3 separate regions of the Mus musculus genome follow, and regions 1 and 3 are each linked to region 2. A link is a contact called in public Hi-C and HiChIP or PLAC-seq data. All regions are on one chromosome and are shown on one strand. The core of a region is the stretch at or near the end of the contact, and the rest is flanking DNA. Distances in the headings are between cores, read along the strand shown. Region 1 has its middle 54 kb from the start of Gm41042. Region 2 overlaps Pik3r1 (phosphoinositide-3-kinase regulatory subunit 1). Region 3 has its middle 120 kb from the start of Gm36703.

Region 1 (4,870 bases), core at 1,178-3,677, 770 kb after region 2:
GGAGTCTGTAGTTACAACACTGTATCCTGGAGTCTGTAGTTACAACACTGTATCCTGGAGTCTGTAGTTACAACACTGTATCCTGGAGTCTGTAGTTACAACACTGTATCCTGGAGTCTGTAGTTACAACACTGTATCCTGGAGTCTGTAGTTACAACACTGTATCCTGGAGTCTGTAGTTACAACACTGTATCCTGGAGTCTGTAGTTACAACACTGTATCCTGGAGTCTGTAGTTACAACACTGTATCCTGGAGTCTGTAGTTACAACACTGTATCCTGGAGTCTGTAGTTACAACACTGTATCCTGGAGTCTGTAGTTACAACACTGTATCCTGGAGTCTGTAGTTACAACACTGTATCCTGGAGTCTGTAGTTACAACACTGTATCCTGGAGTCTGTAGTTACAATACTGTATCCTGGAGTCTGTAGTTACAACACTGTATCCTGGAGTCTGTAGTTACAACACTGTATCCTGGAAGTCCAGCTAATAGTAGAGTGTCAATGTGGATACTTCTACCACAAGAAGGTAACTATGTGGCTGATAGGTTCCTTTCCTTGACTTTGCCCCACATATACACATCTGTGACGTATACTTTAAAGTTACATGATTGTAGTGACTAAATAAATATAATATCCTATATCGTGTCATATGTCAATATAATACCAAGAGCTACTAAATAATATCTTCAAATATCTCTCTAATCCTCTAATCCAGAATTATGATGCTAAAAGTCCATACTTAAAGTCCACCTATAGATATAGTGTTCATATAGACACAGAACTGTAGCACTTGGCCTTGAGAACAATCCCAACATGTCCTCCCCCCTCTCTGCTCCCCACTGCAGCCCCTCCCCAGGCCACAGTGCCAGCTCAGCCTCCATGGCTGGGTGCTGAGGACCCTGGCCACAGAGACTGCCCATCCTTCATCCACAGCCACTAGTTGCCAAGTGAGGACAGGGCAGAGCTGACCAGTTGTCTTTATGCGTTGTCCCATCAACCAATCTGTCTGGCAATATTCATGAGCTGGACATTACAAGTGGACATTAGTTACATTCAAAGTGAAAGGTCACTTGGCTGCCAAGAGCTAGCTGAAGTGCCAAGAACCCCTGTCAGGTTCTAACGAGCCTGCCGCAAAACCCAAGGGCTGGAAAAGGGTTCCAGACTCCTACCTAGGACCTCCCACTTAACAGAGAGAAGGAAGGGATGATGCTGTGTCATGGGGAAAACAAACCTCGTGTGCCCTTGCTGTTAAAGTAGAAAGCAAGCCACATGCACCAATCTCTCTGATAGGTTAGCCAAGAAAATGCCACTAAAATCATCCAGTGGGATTGGTTTAAAGATTTCCAGTCAGCACAAACTATTAAAATGAAATGAAGTCGCAGCTTGCTCTCCAGTAAGCCTTATCTTTCAGTTGTCTCGGGGTTTCCCATGATTTTAGGATAAGGCTAATGTAATGTTTGCTTCAGGTGACTTAGTCATCATTAGAAAAGGAGAAGGAGACAAGCTCACTGGGTTATTGCTACCTTTGTGCCCCAAAGCGAGGCTTAACTCTATGAGTCCATCTACTAGAACTCAGTTTAATTTCTTCTCACAGCCAGTGGTCATGCGCACTGCAGGCAGAGGCCTGGAGAGGAGCTGGTATGCATGAGGCTTCCAAACCTCCAACGCTAAAGCCATCTACCTCCATTTCAGTGCACAAGAGGGCTAACCAGTACCCCGGAGCTCTTGACTCTAGCTGCATATGCATCAAAAGATGGCCTAGTCGGCCATCACTGGAATGAGAGGCCCATTGGACACGCAAACTTTATATGCCCCAGTACAGGGGAACGCCAGGGCCATAAAAGGGGAGTGGGTGGGTAGGGGAGAGGGGGTGGGTGGCTATGGGGGACTTTTGGTATAGCATTGCAAATGTAAATGAGCGAAATACCTAATAAAAAATGGAAAAAAAAAAAAAAAAGAGGGCAATCAGCACTGGAAAGTGGAACTCTCCAGGCAGAGACTGTAGCCAGCTGAATCCCCCACCAGCACTCTCTCCTGCCCTGCCCCTGCCCTGCCCAGTACCCTTGGCAGCCCATGTCCCCATAAAGCCCCACACCCCAGATCTTTCCTCAGAGGCAGCTGTGACCTATTCCCTCAGGGCAAGGCACTGTATTTTCCGAGGTAACACCTAGCTAATCTCACATAATCTAGTCTGAAAGAGTCAGTGCATATTATCGGATTAATGGGCTATTACTCCTAGAAAATACAATTTGCATCCTAGAGACCCAAAGTCTTAACCAAAGGCACGCCAGGAAGGGAGTCAATTTTGCAAGGGGTGGAAAGCTCAAGAACAAATTTTAAAACTCGGAGCAGCTGTGCCTACTCCCACAGCTGGGAAAGTTTCGAGTTTCATGGTTTTAAAAGCTACCTAATCATGCCTCTATGCAATCTTTGTTCTGATGTTTTTCCTCCTCAGCAGTGTGGTGCACAGGGGCCAACTTCTCTTAACCTCAGAACAACAAAGGCTGATCATGGAGATGCTATATTTCATTTCAGGGAATTTTTTAATTTAATAAAGTATTACCACCTTACACTTATTTAAAGTACCTGTGCCTTGTATTTAATTATTTTTATTTCGGTCTATTTTTAGTAAACGTAACTACTTCAAAGATGTATAAAAATGTTTTTTTTGTTTTGTTTTTTTTTATTACATATTTTCCTCAATTATATTTTCAATGCTATCCCAAAAGTTCCCCCCACCCTCCCCCCCCCCACTCCCCTACCCACCTATTCCCATTTTTTGGCCCTGGCGTTCCCCTGTACTGGGGCATATAAAGTTTGCCTGTTTAATGGGCCTCTCTTTCCAGTGATGGCCGACTAGGCCATCTTTTGATACATATGCAGCTAGAGTCAAGAGCTCTGGGGTACTGGTTAGTTCATAATGTTGTTGCACCTACAGGGTTGCAGATCTCTTTAGCTCCTTGGATACTTTCTCTAGCTCCTCCATTGGGGGCCCTGTGATCCATCCAATAGTTGACTGTGAGTATCCACTTCTGTGTTTGCTAGGCCCCGGCCTAGTCTCACAAGAGACAGCTATATCACGGTCCTTGCAACAAACGCTTGCTAGTGTATGCAATGGTGTCATCGTTTGGAGGTTAATTATGGGATGGATCCCTGGATATGGTAGTCTCTAGATGGTCCATCCTTTTGTCTCAGCTCCAAACTTTGTCTCTGTAACTCCTTCCATGGGTGATTGTTTCCAATTCTAAGAAGGGGCAAAGTGCCCACACTTTGGTCTTCGTTCTTCTTCAGTTTCAAATGTTTTAAAGAATAGCTATTCATTACAATAGCTTTTTGTGTTTTGGGATTTGGGGATATGTTGTTTTGTTTTTTCAGTTTTGTTGTTGTTTTGGCTCTTGGTTATTTTTAGACAGGGTCTCATGTAGCCCAGGCTAGCTTCAGATCAATATGTTGCTAAGGGTGGCCTTGAATTTCTGGTCTTCCTCTTCTTGAGAGCTGGGATTATAGGCATGCAACCCTAACACCATGTTTATGTGGTGCGTGGAAACAAAAGCAGGGATTCCCATGTGTTAGATAAACACTCTAGCAAACAAGCCATATCCCCAGCAGCTCATTATAGATATTCTATGTGTCAGCGTGGTATACTACATATATACGCACTCACAAACCTATGAGCTAGAAGACCCCTGTTTTTCAGATAAGAAAATGGAGGTGCCGGGAAGAGAAGGTTACTCTGCCAGGATCACATAGTTGGAAGCATTAGAAGAATGGGAGCCGAGCTCCACCTCCTGAGCCTTGCCTCTCTCTGTCAGAATAACTACTTTCTCCAGCCAACTGGGAAAGGAGAATCCATAATTCGGCTTTCTTGGGCTTTTCAACCTTACAATAACCAAACCTATATTTTTAAAAAGTCCCCCATACCAGAAACATCATTAGCCCCAGGAAACTTGTTAAACACTGTGGATCCCACCCCAACCGTAAAGTATAAGGAGCTCTGGGGTGGGCTCTGCCCTGGAGCTCAGCAAGCCCTCCAGATCACCCTGGTGAAAGGCAAGCTTCACTGAAGTCAGTCATGAGTGTGGGTTCTTAAAGTTTGGGGATGGGTCAGCTGCAACCCACTTCTTTTTGTTTGTTTGTTTGTTTTTTGTTTTTTGTTTTGTTTTGTTTTGTTTCTTTCAAGACAGGGTTTCTCTGTATAGCCCTGGCTGTCCTGGAACTCACTTTGTGGACCAGGCTGGCTTCAAACTCAGAAATCTGCCTGCCTCTGCCTCCCGAGTGCTGGGATTAAAGGTGTGTGCTACCACCCCACTGCTGCAACCCGCTTCTTAACATCAGTTTCATGCGTCTTTTCTTTTCAGTTAGAAACTTGCATGTCACTTTATTGTAACCCTAGAGAGATTTGAACTAACAAGTGTTATCGGTGAATGCTTGGCAGGTATGTAACCCTAGGAATAGAAATGAGGTCATCTATACAGGAAAAAAAAAAAAAATCCTCAAACACAAATCTTGGAAGGTTGCCTGTGGAGTTTGAAAGTGATGTGATGAGCTTTAAAAGAACAGAAAAGGTTATCTAACTTGGTTTCCCCTAATCAGTTCCATTAGCCTATGCCCTGCCTGTGTAAGATTATGCACGGAGCTGTTAAAAGTTCCCAGAGGGTTCAGCTGCCGAGCATCTGAACTGGACGTCACCTTTTCTCTTCCTCCTCTGCTCCTTCTTTCTTAACCGGAAATAAGACAGGAAAGGCAGCTTTAGCGTGCAGCATGCTAGCAGCCACCCTGCCTTTCCACAAGTGTTCACAAGATGGCACCAGGCCAGCCTCAGGCGCACCGCGCACCTGAGCCCGTGACTCAGAGGCTGGGACAGGCCT
Region 2 (4,625 bases), core at 296-2,795:
TTTCACATCAACTCCCATATTTCACTGCCCATCCTTGCGTCTTCATTCTCCAAAGCAAAACCTAGTTCACTTGTGGAAGCTTAATAGAATTTATCACACAATCATTCCAACTTAGTTTATCCTTCAGATTCAGAGACTTGAAGTCAAATAACTTACAGACTAGTGTTATGGTCCTTATTAGGAGACAATATGATAAGTTCAAAATAGTATAATATTTGAGTTAACTTCTGAAAAGATACTGAGTATTATTTATAGAGTGAGAAGCAAAACGTTAATAACTACTCTGTCAGATACGCTTCAAGCTCCTCTCCTTAAGAAGTACTAGGAAAACTGACCTAATATTATATAGAGAGTCTACTTTTAAATTTTGTCATCGTGAATGAATATCGAAAAAAATCTTTTAATGGAGCAGGGAAGATTGCCCAGTAGTTAAGAGTACTGGCTACTCTTTCAGAGGACCCACACTCAGTTCCCAGCACCCACGTGGCAGCTACAACTATCAATAACTACAGTTCTAGGGGATTCAGTGCCCTCTTCTGGCCTCCTTGGGCACCTGGGGAACATGTGGTTCATGTAGAGACATGCAGACAGACATTACTAGATGTAAAAATGAAACCTTTTAAATCTATTAATCATTCTGGGATTAATGATTGTCTTTCTACACCCTGGGTACTTTGTCCACTAACTCATATAATTACTCCCATTTTACAGAAAACAAAAAAAAAAAAACAAAAAAAAAACCTCAGGTCTAAAGTCAATTAACTTGTCCAAGATTACTGTTCTTAAGTGGTACCCCAAGGATGGAAACACACGTCTCTTTGTGCTTTTAATCATGTCAGCACTACTGATGAAACCAGTGTGTACCAAAATGAACAAACCCATGGTTTATTTTTCTACTTTGTTTTTGATTCTTAGTCTTACTGTCTTGCCCAAAGAGCGCACCAGCTTTTGATGTGGCTTGCAGCCCACAGAGCTTAAGAAGTTTGAAGTCCAGGGTATTAGCTGTTATAGGTAGACAGTATGAACGTGCTTACAGCGTTTGTTTAAGAAAAGAATTGGGGTTGCTTTGATTTGTGTCCACTATTTTTTTTCCCCTCTTTTGAAGTCACTAGAGAAGATTGGTACAGACAGAAAGAAAGCTTGGATTCAGCAAGTCAGTAGACACGTTAACATCTTGACTTAATATCGATCCCCATTTGCATATATCCTTTCTTTCCTGTGTAGTCCATGTTAGATTTTGAGTGGAAACGAGGAACTTTTCACACACTTCCAAGCCGCTTCCATTAGGAATGAAATACTTGGCTTGGGCAGTCTCTGCGTTTTGATGTTTCCGCTTAAACTTTCCACTCGCTCCTGCCAGGCACTAACTTTAAAATGTCTTTTTCTTTTCTTTTAATTTTTTTTTTTTAATGGAGAACGCCTCCAGGAGCTGCAGCTGTGTGTTGGTTTCATCTTGCACTTGGTAGCGCTGGCACCACTTAGAGCACAGAATGCTCCTATCTCCCACACACCTCTGGTGCCCAGGAGTGTTGAGGCTTGCCCACTTCAGTAGTCTGGGAAGGGCTTCAGGTTGGAGAGAGGTTCTCTTCTGTTCTGTGATTGGCTGTCCCCAGGGTCCGCAGAAAGAGCAAACAGAACATGCTGCCTCCAACGTCGCATGAGTAATTTCTTCTATGACCTGGGGCTCCTGGTTCACCGGAGTTCTTGTAAGTGTGGAAGGCTAGCCTACCTGCCTTCCTTAGCAATTAGACATACTAGTTTAGACTCACTCTTCTCAGACCTTTCGACTCTTCTTCCTTTGTTTTCTTTTTCCTTTTTCCTTGCACAACATTAACTTTTTCTGATGAAAAATGATTTGGCTAAGTGAGAGACTGGGCTTGGGTGTGTCAGGAAATCTACAGATACTTCCAGATGCGGAAGAAGGATTGTAGCTCTGCAGCCCTTAGACAACGCAGTAGGGCAAGCTTCCAACCCCAAGTGCATTCTGATTCAGAAGCAGACTGTCTGGAGAATTGCATCGAATGGAATGTATATGTAAAATGGAAATGTTCAGCCTGCTAATTTGGGTTTTGCTTGGCAGCCCCAACCTGTATATTCTGTAGGGTTTTTTGTTTGTTTGTTTGTTTGTTTGTTTGTTTTTATTGAAATTTTTGGTACCATTTTGTTTTATCAGAGTTTGATTTGATGCTTCATCATGGACAGGGAACAGTTAGCCTGTTAGTCATCCCTAGCTACTTACTTCCTGCTGGAATCACTTACGATGAAATCTACGGACAGAAATATAGGTCTTACATGTGTATTTAATGGGGTTAGAGAATAGTTAGGCTTAGAATTGTTGTAAGAAAGTAACACTTGTTTTAGAGTGCTGTTTAGAATTCCAGGGATGGTCCCCATTGTCTAAAGCAGGCAATCGGAACGGCCGTAGCATCCAAGCCTGAATATTTCTGAGAGGAAGCGTGCCGAGTGAGAGACCTTCTACCAAGGAGTAGGACATCCTAGAATTGTTGTTGTTTTCATTGTCTTACCTTGTAAAGTTTGCCCTGTCAAGTTCCCCTTGCGCAATCTCCATCAGCTGTTGTGAGTCATACCTTTGCCCAATCTAGCTTCTTCGGTATTAAAAAATTCAGCTGGGTATCTCCTCGATACGGCACAAAAAAGGAGAACTCTTCCTCCCCCTCTATGTGCACAGTGCTTTGAAAAGGCCAGTGTTCTCACTACAGTGGCTTTCAGAGACCTCATCTAGCAGTAGTCTAGTTGTGAGATGGAGACACTCTGTAGCTCAGGATATTGATTTTTGTTTTTTGTTTTTTTTTTCAGCTGAAGTAGAGGAAGATAGAAACCTCCTGTGTGTGCAAGCACTTGCCCAGCCAGCAACTGTTGGGTGCATATTTCAATAATAGTTACATGAAATTTTTAATTATCATTTAATTTAGTTTTTATATTTGCCCATGGAAATGATCGAGTTGATAAGATTTTGGAAAGAGATAAACTTTATTAAGCAATTCCGATCTCTGTGCCAGTGGGTTTTTTTTTTTTTTTTCCGATGAAAAATGCTTGTGTTACATGTGAAGGGGAGAGGACTTGAGGATTAGTTATGTGAGTGCGGTAGGGGTGTGTGTCTCTACTACTTACCCTTGGGTTTGGGATTTGGGCTGTGCTGAGGCTTGTTAGCAGGAAGACCCTGTACTGAATCCTGATGGGTAGCTCTTCTCTTTGTCTTCAGTTTCTTCTGTACATATGTATGTGGACAGGATGACCTTCATTTTGTTCCATGTAGAAGGGAAGGTATTTGTGGGAGAGGATACTGCTGTGAGCTGAAACTCTGAAGTCAAGGGAAGTGGTTTAAAGTTTATCAAAGGAAATGAAATGGTTTGCCCTTTGCAGCTGTTGCTGCTGGTGTGTGTGTGTGCGTGCGTGTATGTGTCTATGTGTGTGTGGTATGTGTGTATGTGTCTTTTGCATGTTTGCCTTCTTCTAGCCAAGGTCTTTTGTTAGGAGATAGCCCAGGCTGTCTCTTACCTTGTAACCTTCCAGCTGTAGCCTCCCAAGTGCTGGATTACAGTCCTGCACTGCCATTATCAGTGCTGATCCTTAGTACTTACAATGGGTTTAGTTAGGAATTTTCTTAACATCATATACAACTTATAATATTTGCAGCGCTGAAACCTAATTATGACCATTTAGTGTTTCTAGGAGTATATGAACTGTCTGTTCTAGCTAATTATAAACACCTGAACTTATGCATTAATGACAGACAAGTTACTCCTGAAGATGTCGTCATTAAGATTCACAACCTGTATTTTGGAGTTTGAGAAATTTAAGGTGAAATGTTTAGCTCCCTCTTCTGGCATAGTTTTGAAAACTACTTTTACTTCAGCCACCCCCACCCCCTTTCTGAATAAGAACATGGTCATCACTGTAATGTTGTCAGAGGGAGGCATTTGAGATTGTCATCCTATTTGATCGTTTGTATTGTTGCCATTGGTAAAATATTCACATAACATATGAAGACACAGCATATCACAATACTTGGTTAAGAGCATTTGTTGCTCTTACAGAGGATCCAGGTTTAGTTCCCTGCACCCACATCTGTAACTCCAGTTCCAGGGAATCTAATGCATTGTCTTTCCTCAAAAGTACCAGGCACACAAGTGGTGCATATACATCATATACATAAATGCCAGCAGAACACTCATACACATAATATGAAATAAATCTTAAAACCATTTGAAGTCTCTCTTTTCCTACCCATATATATATATATATATATATATATATGTATACACACACACAAATATATATATATGTATATATATAAATATATACACACACATACACACATATGTGTGTGCGCGCACGTGTGTGTGTGTGTGTGTGTGTGTGTGTGTGTGTATGTGTGTGTATGCATGCATATGCAAGCAAAGATTTTTGACAACATTTACACAGGGGCTAAATTTGCTGTTGGGTGGCCAGTGGTCATTTGTGTTGGCTTGCAGTGATACCTTGGCATTGATAGAACTCAGTGCAAGGGCACAAAAGAACACCAAGCTACTAGGAAGTCAGATATATCAGTTATGGACCATGTACCATGGTAACAGCCTATCTCAAGATTTTATCTAGTCTCG
Region 3 (4,646 bases), core at 1,544-4,043, 520 kb before region 2:
CAGAGAGGAAAGAGTTCCTGCTAGAAGAGAGGACTGTAAAAAAATACATCTTTTAGCCGGTATTATATATTCTCACTGGATTGTTGGTTACATCATGTAAATTCTATCCACACTTACATATTTATAATTCTTATCTAACCCTCAAAGCCAAGCCTTTGCGGTAGTTAATCTTCATTTTTAACTTGTCTGGATTTGAAATCACCTAGCCGACACACCTGTAGATGTGACTGCTGGGGGTATTTTCAGAGAGGATTAACTGAAGAAGGCCCACACGCCCTAAATGTAGGTAGCATCGACCCTTAGGCCAGAGTTGAAGGCTGAATACAAAAGAGAAAAGGAGAAGACAAGAGGACCAGCATCCATTTCCCATCTTCCTTTGTTTCGTGGCTGGATGCAGTGTGAGCCCATGCCTGCCTCATGCTGCCTGCCACAACGCCTTCTTAATATAATGGATCATATCCATCTTAAATTATCAGTGAACATAAATCCTTCTTCCCTTGTGTTGCTTTTGCTAATCATTTTTTTCACAGTGTGGAGAAAACAACAGATATAACCATAAACTAGCACATGCCAGTTTCTTATGAACACAAGTGGCCAGTCTTTGCCTATTCCAAATTAGTAATATGCTCTTAATTTTTACACTTAGTGGACTATAGTTAAGGAACCGCACTTTGAAGTCAAGCAGAGAGTTCTTCAAATTAAGAGCCTACTAGATCTCCAACCTTGAGAACACTGCACACATCCTGGGGGGGGGGGCAGTTTTATTCATCTCATTTTATATAAGGCTCTTCATGGGTGTGGAAATGAGAAATTGCTCTCTGGTGCTATTCTTTTCTGCACTCTTCTTATTGGAACATTTATAAGCATAGACTCTACAGGAAGACATTAAAATGGTAAAATTATTCTGAAAAATTTTACCTAAAATAGAAGCAAGTAAACATAAGAGAAGCAACGTAAGTAAGTATGCTTTTAGTGCACAAAAGAGACTCCTGTGGACATTACTCTTTTCATGTTTGGATGATGCACCTATAGCTTGAATAGTCTTCATCTTCTCCATTTTCCAGGTAAACATATGGCCAAGGCAAGATGGGAGATTTTAGCTAAGATCCCATAGCTTGTCTTTGGCAAAGCTGTAACCGGTATTCAGCTCTTCTTGAAATTTTGTGGGGTCAGGTGGAACAACTTCAGCCCCCATACCTTAGCAGGACTTGGAGAAGGGCAACCTCAAGTGACTAACTCAGTGGCTGTATTTTAAGCCTCTCTCTTCCTTTTTGGTTTTGCTTCCTTGCTGGGGATTGATGATGGAAATTATAGAACCCTCATTCCAAACCTTCAAAACTGTCTGATTATGTGCCTAGTAATAAGGATGTATGAAAAAAACCTTTATTCTGAATGGATTCTAGAGGATATAGAATTGAAACACAACGGCAGAAATCTCTCTGTATTATAAAGCCTCATTTGGGAAGAAAGGGTTGTTTCTGACTCATCTTTGGATCCAAGGATGACTACAGAGCCTGCCATGTGGGAAGCACCTGTGTGGTGTTTTGAAGGATCCTACTGGCAGCCCCTGTGATGATTGGTACCCGTTATCATAAACAGTCAAGCTGGAATAGACCAGACATCAACTGTCACAAGTAAATACGTCTCCTGACAACTTTGTGCGTTCTGTTCTAAATCTAGAGTGCTTACCTGGGAATGATAGGACAGATCCCAGATGTGTCTCCATAGCCTGGGAGACTCCCTCTACTTGGTACACAGAGGCAGTTGCTTTTGCAGTTGTTATGATCTGAGCTAGAGCTTCAGGTCTAGTTCATCTCCATGGAAAAGTAATTTTATTTATTTATGTATTTATCTGTGTGTAGGTGTGAAGTTATATGCACCACATGTCTCCAGGTACCCAGGGAGGCTAAAGAGAACATCGCATCGCATATATTTAAATTTTCTGGTAGTGTAAGCCATCCTAGGTAGGTACGGAGAACTGAACTCTGTACTCTGTGATGGACTAAGCATCCTTAACAACTGAGCCATCTCTCTAGTCCGGAAAAGCACATTGAAATAAAAGAACACACAACTACATCTCTTTGGAGTCTCTGCTTGCCTCCAACCTTGCCATGGAGGATGCAGGGAAAGATAGTGACTTCCGGAAGAGTGAAGAGCCCTCAGTATCTGCTGAGAGAAGACTGGCATTTGGTTTCAGTCTACACGGTCGCTGGAAGTTGACCTGGCTTGTCTTTTACTCCTAAGCTCACTTCACACACTCCAGATTCTATGTCAATATCAGCAAACAATTCCTGTTGCCATTTCCATTCTTGTAAAGGAGTTAAATTAGAGTGGAGGGGTGAAGTAACTTGCCTGAAATCATAGAGAGTGAGTGGCCAATGTCATTCTTCACAGCTACACTGCCACCACGCAATGTTGGCCAGGTGAGAGATGCCCTGCCCTTCTCTTTTCTTATAAGAGAAATGAGGGAGGAACACTGACTGCCTCAGACTAGAAGGAAAGGTAATTTGGAAAATGCAGGAAAACGCTCATTTCTCCAAGCATTCCGGCTCCTTCTGTTCTCTTCTGTCCCTCACATAACCTGGCAAGGGGAAACATTGCCTCTTGAGCAATCCTGTAGAAATATAAAGCTGAAAAGAATATACCTCTCACCAGAGCCAAAGATAACAAGGCTGATTTGTTCAGACTTATTATTTTGTTTCAATAAAAGATCTGTCTCTGGTTTCCCCAGCAGTCCCACAGAGCCAACCCAAACTGAAAAGACACGCAGCTCAGAGAGTGCAACCTCATTGTTGAAACATGACAGATACTTGAAGAATCAGGAAATTCCTTCTGTATTTAAATGGCCAGCTCCTCAGCCAACACAGTCATGGGTGAAAGAAGACAGCAATACAGTTGTGGCCTGTGAGGCACACAGTGGGGCTTCATGCCCCTGTAGGAACGGATACCCAAGTCTATGCTTGCCAGCTGGCACACATGGTCCATTGACAAGATATGCAGGGCCTGGCCTTCCAGCTTGGAGCAACTGCTGGCAGAACACTGTGAGCATGTCAAAGGAAGGGTGATTTTTTTTTTAAAGGCCCATCGCTGGTTTTGTTTCTTTAAATGGTAGCCACCAAAAAGTTGTGCAAACACTTCAGCTGCGGAATATTTAATCTGACATTTGGCATGACTCCTTTGTTGATCCAAGACAAGAAGAATGTGTGTACGCTCTTAGTTCCTTCATTGCTTACTGGAAAAAAAAGAAAGAAAAGAAAAAGAGAGAGAGAGAGAGAGAGAGAGAGAGAGAGAGAGAGAGAGAGAGAAGGAAAGAAAGAAAAAAGAAAGAAAGAAAGAAAGAAAGGAAGGAAGGAAGGAAGGAAGGAAGGAAGGAAGGAAGGAAGGAAGGAAGGAAGGAAGACAAACCAGATAGGGCAGTTTTATGTTCCTCCTCCTCCTCCTCCTCCTCCTCCTCCTCCTCCTCCTCCTCCTCCTCCTCACTTTGAACTGGGTCTGTAGCTGGATGTAGTCCTGGTTCCCCAGAAATGGAATGATAATTACAGACCGCAAGTAGGGAGATAAATAGTTATTTAACAAGGTGGGTGGACTTGATGCCTTTCCAGAAGGGGCTGATAAAAACTTTAGGGGGTCACCATAACTGTAGGAGGTAGGCAGCTCTTTCTTTAGAATCTGGGATTTCACGGTTTTGGAGCCTCTCATGGAAATATTACCCAAAAGATTCCTCCTTTGTTTTTGGTGAGAAGGAAAAAGCAAAACCCAAACACCAGCAAGAAGAACTTAGTGGGAGTGTCCTACCTGCTGCACTGGTCACACAGTTTGCTGCCTCTGCTCTCCAATTGCCAAGGGGAGACACTCATTCTACTCCTTCTAAGTTGTTTTATTGACACATTGCTTCCTTAGAAAGTGCATCAGTTCTGGATTACCTTTAATTAAAATGAAACAGTTCCTAGCTCTACACTAATGAGAACATGGTCCACCTAGAAAAGTCAGCTCTCCCACAAAGCCTAGGTAGCAGACAGTTCTTTCTCACTGTGTGGAGGGAAAGGACCAAGTCCTGAGCAACATTGCACAGGAAAGCACGAAACTTTCCAGATGCTTCTCCACTAGAGCATGGGAGCGGTTCATTGACGTCAGAAAACACAATTCACATCCCATCCTCTGCAGGCAAGCCAGTCATGCGGACTGGACTCATACCACAAGCCAAGGAAGACAAGCTATTCATCCTCCACCTCTGAATTCTCAGTGGCAACCACTCTGACCTAGAGCGGCAGCTAATATGATCTGTGTCAGAACCAATGATAAGAAGGCTCTGTGCTGTCACTTAGCGCTAGATGATGCAATTCTGAGTCAACAAATTCCTAAAACAATATTCCATTTTATTGTAGGATGGATGAAGCTGGACAGGCAGAGGAGAGAATCGGGCAGAGATATGCAACTAAAGAAAAAAAATCAACCAAAGACCCTGACACTGCAAAGAACATTGCAGACTGATAAATCTGGATATTTCCTTAGTTCTGATTCAAGTTTCCAGGCCACATTCCAAACAAAAGAATTTATCTTTGTTTTTCATGGAAAGTTAAAAAAAACAAACCCTTTTAAGAATAATGTCCATGTTTGTGCTTTTATGGTTTTAGAGTTTGAATAAT

Evidence for each region. Hi-C and Micro-C count contacts between places; a contact is called where the count stands out from the background. HiChIP or PLAC-seq counts read pairs in DNA pulled down with a chosen protein or histone mark.
Region 1: a contact with region 2 is called in a Hi-C map of uterus, with 5 times the contacts expected there. The contact joins two enhancer-like sites. A contact is called at or near these places in 5 of 39 promoter capture datasets (cranial neural crest, frontonasal cranial neural crest, maxillary cranial neural crest and 2 more), 19 of 484 Hi-C or Micro-C datasets (B cells, the G1E-ER4 cell line, bone marrow-derived macrophages and 14 more), 5 of 115 datasets of contacts at active chromatin or transcription factors (T-cell acute lymphoblastic leukemia, embryonic basal ganglia, embryonic limb bud and 2 more) and 1 of 9 other capture datasets (embryonic stem cells).
Region 3: a contact with region 2 is called in an H3K27ac HiChIP or PLAC-seq map of heart atrium, with 6 times the contacts expected there. The contact joins two enhancer-like sites. A contact is called at or near these places in 1 of 484 Hi-C or Micro-C datasets (uterus) and 6 of 115 datasets of contacts at active chromatin or transcription factors (the NIH/3T3 cell line, cardiomyocytes, fibro-adipogenic progenitors and 3 more).

The regions. Positions count from the first base shown.
Region 1 is chr13:100,940,923-100,945,792 of GRCm38.p6, reverse strand. No RefSeq gene overlaps it. Among named protein-coding and RNA genes, the nearest start is that of Gm41042, 54 kb to the left of the region's middle. Within about 2 kb of position 2,427, at least 14 of the 459 cell types and tissues checked have an H3K27ac peak or open chromatin away from gene starts, as enhancers often do. A contact at or near this core is called in uterus, where this site is marked.
Region 2 is chr13:101,710,226-101,714,850 of GRCm38.p6, reverse strand. The region is part of intron 2 of Pik3r1 (phosphoinositide-3-kinase regulatory subunit 1); the gene reads left to right. Among named protein-coding and RNA genes, the nearest start is that of Pik3r1, 56 kb to the left of the region's middle. Within about 2 kb of position 1,545, at least 37 of the 459 cell types and tissues checked have an H3K27ac peak or open chromatin away from gene starts, as enhancers often do. A contact at or near this core is called in heart atrium and uterus, where this site is marked.
Region 3 is chr13:102,230,853-102,235,498 of GRCm38.p6, reverse strand. No RefSeq gene overlaps it. Among named protein-coding and RNA genes, the nearest start is that of Gm36703, 120 kb to the left of the region's middle. Within about 2 kb of position 2,793, at least 83 of the 459 cell types and tissues checked have an H3K27ac peak or open chromatin away from gene starts, as enhancers often do. A contact at or near this core is called in heart atrium and uterus, where this site is marked.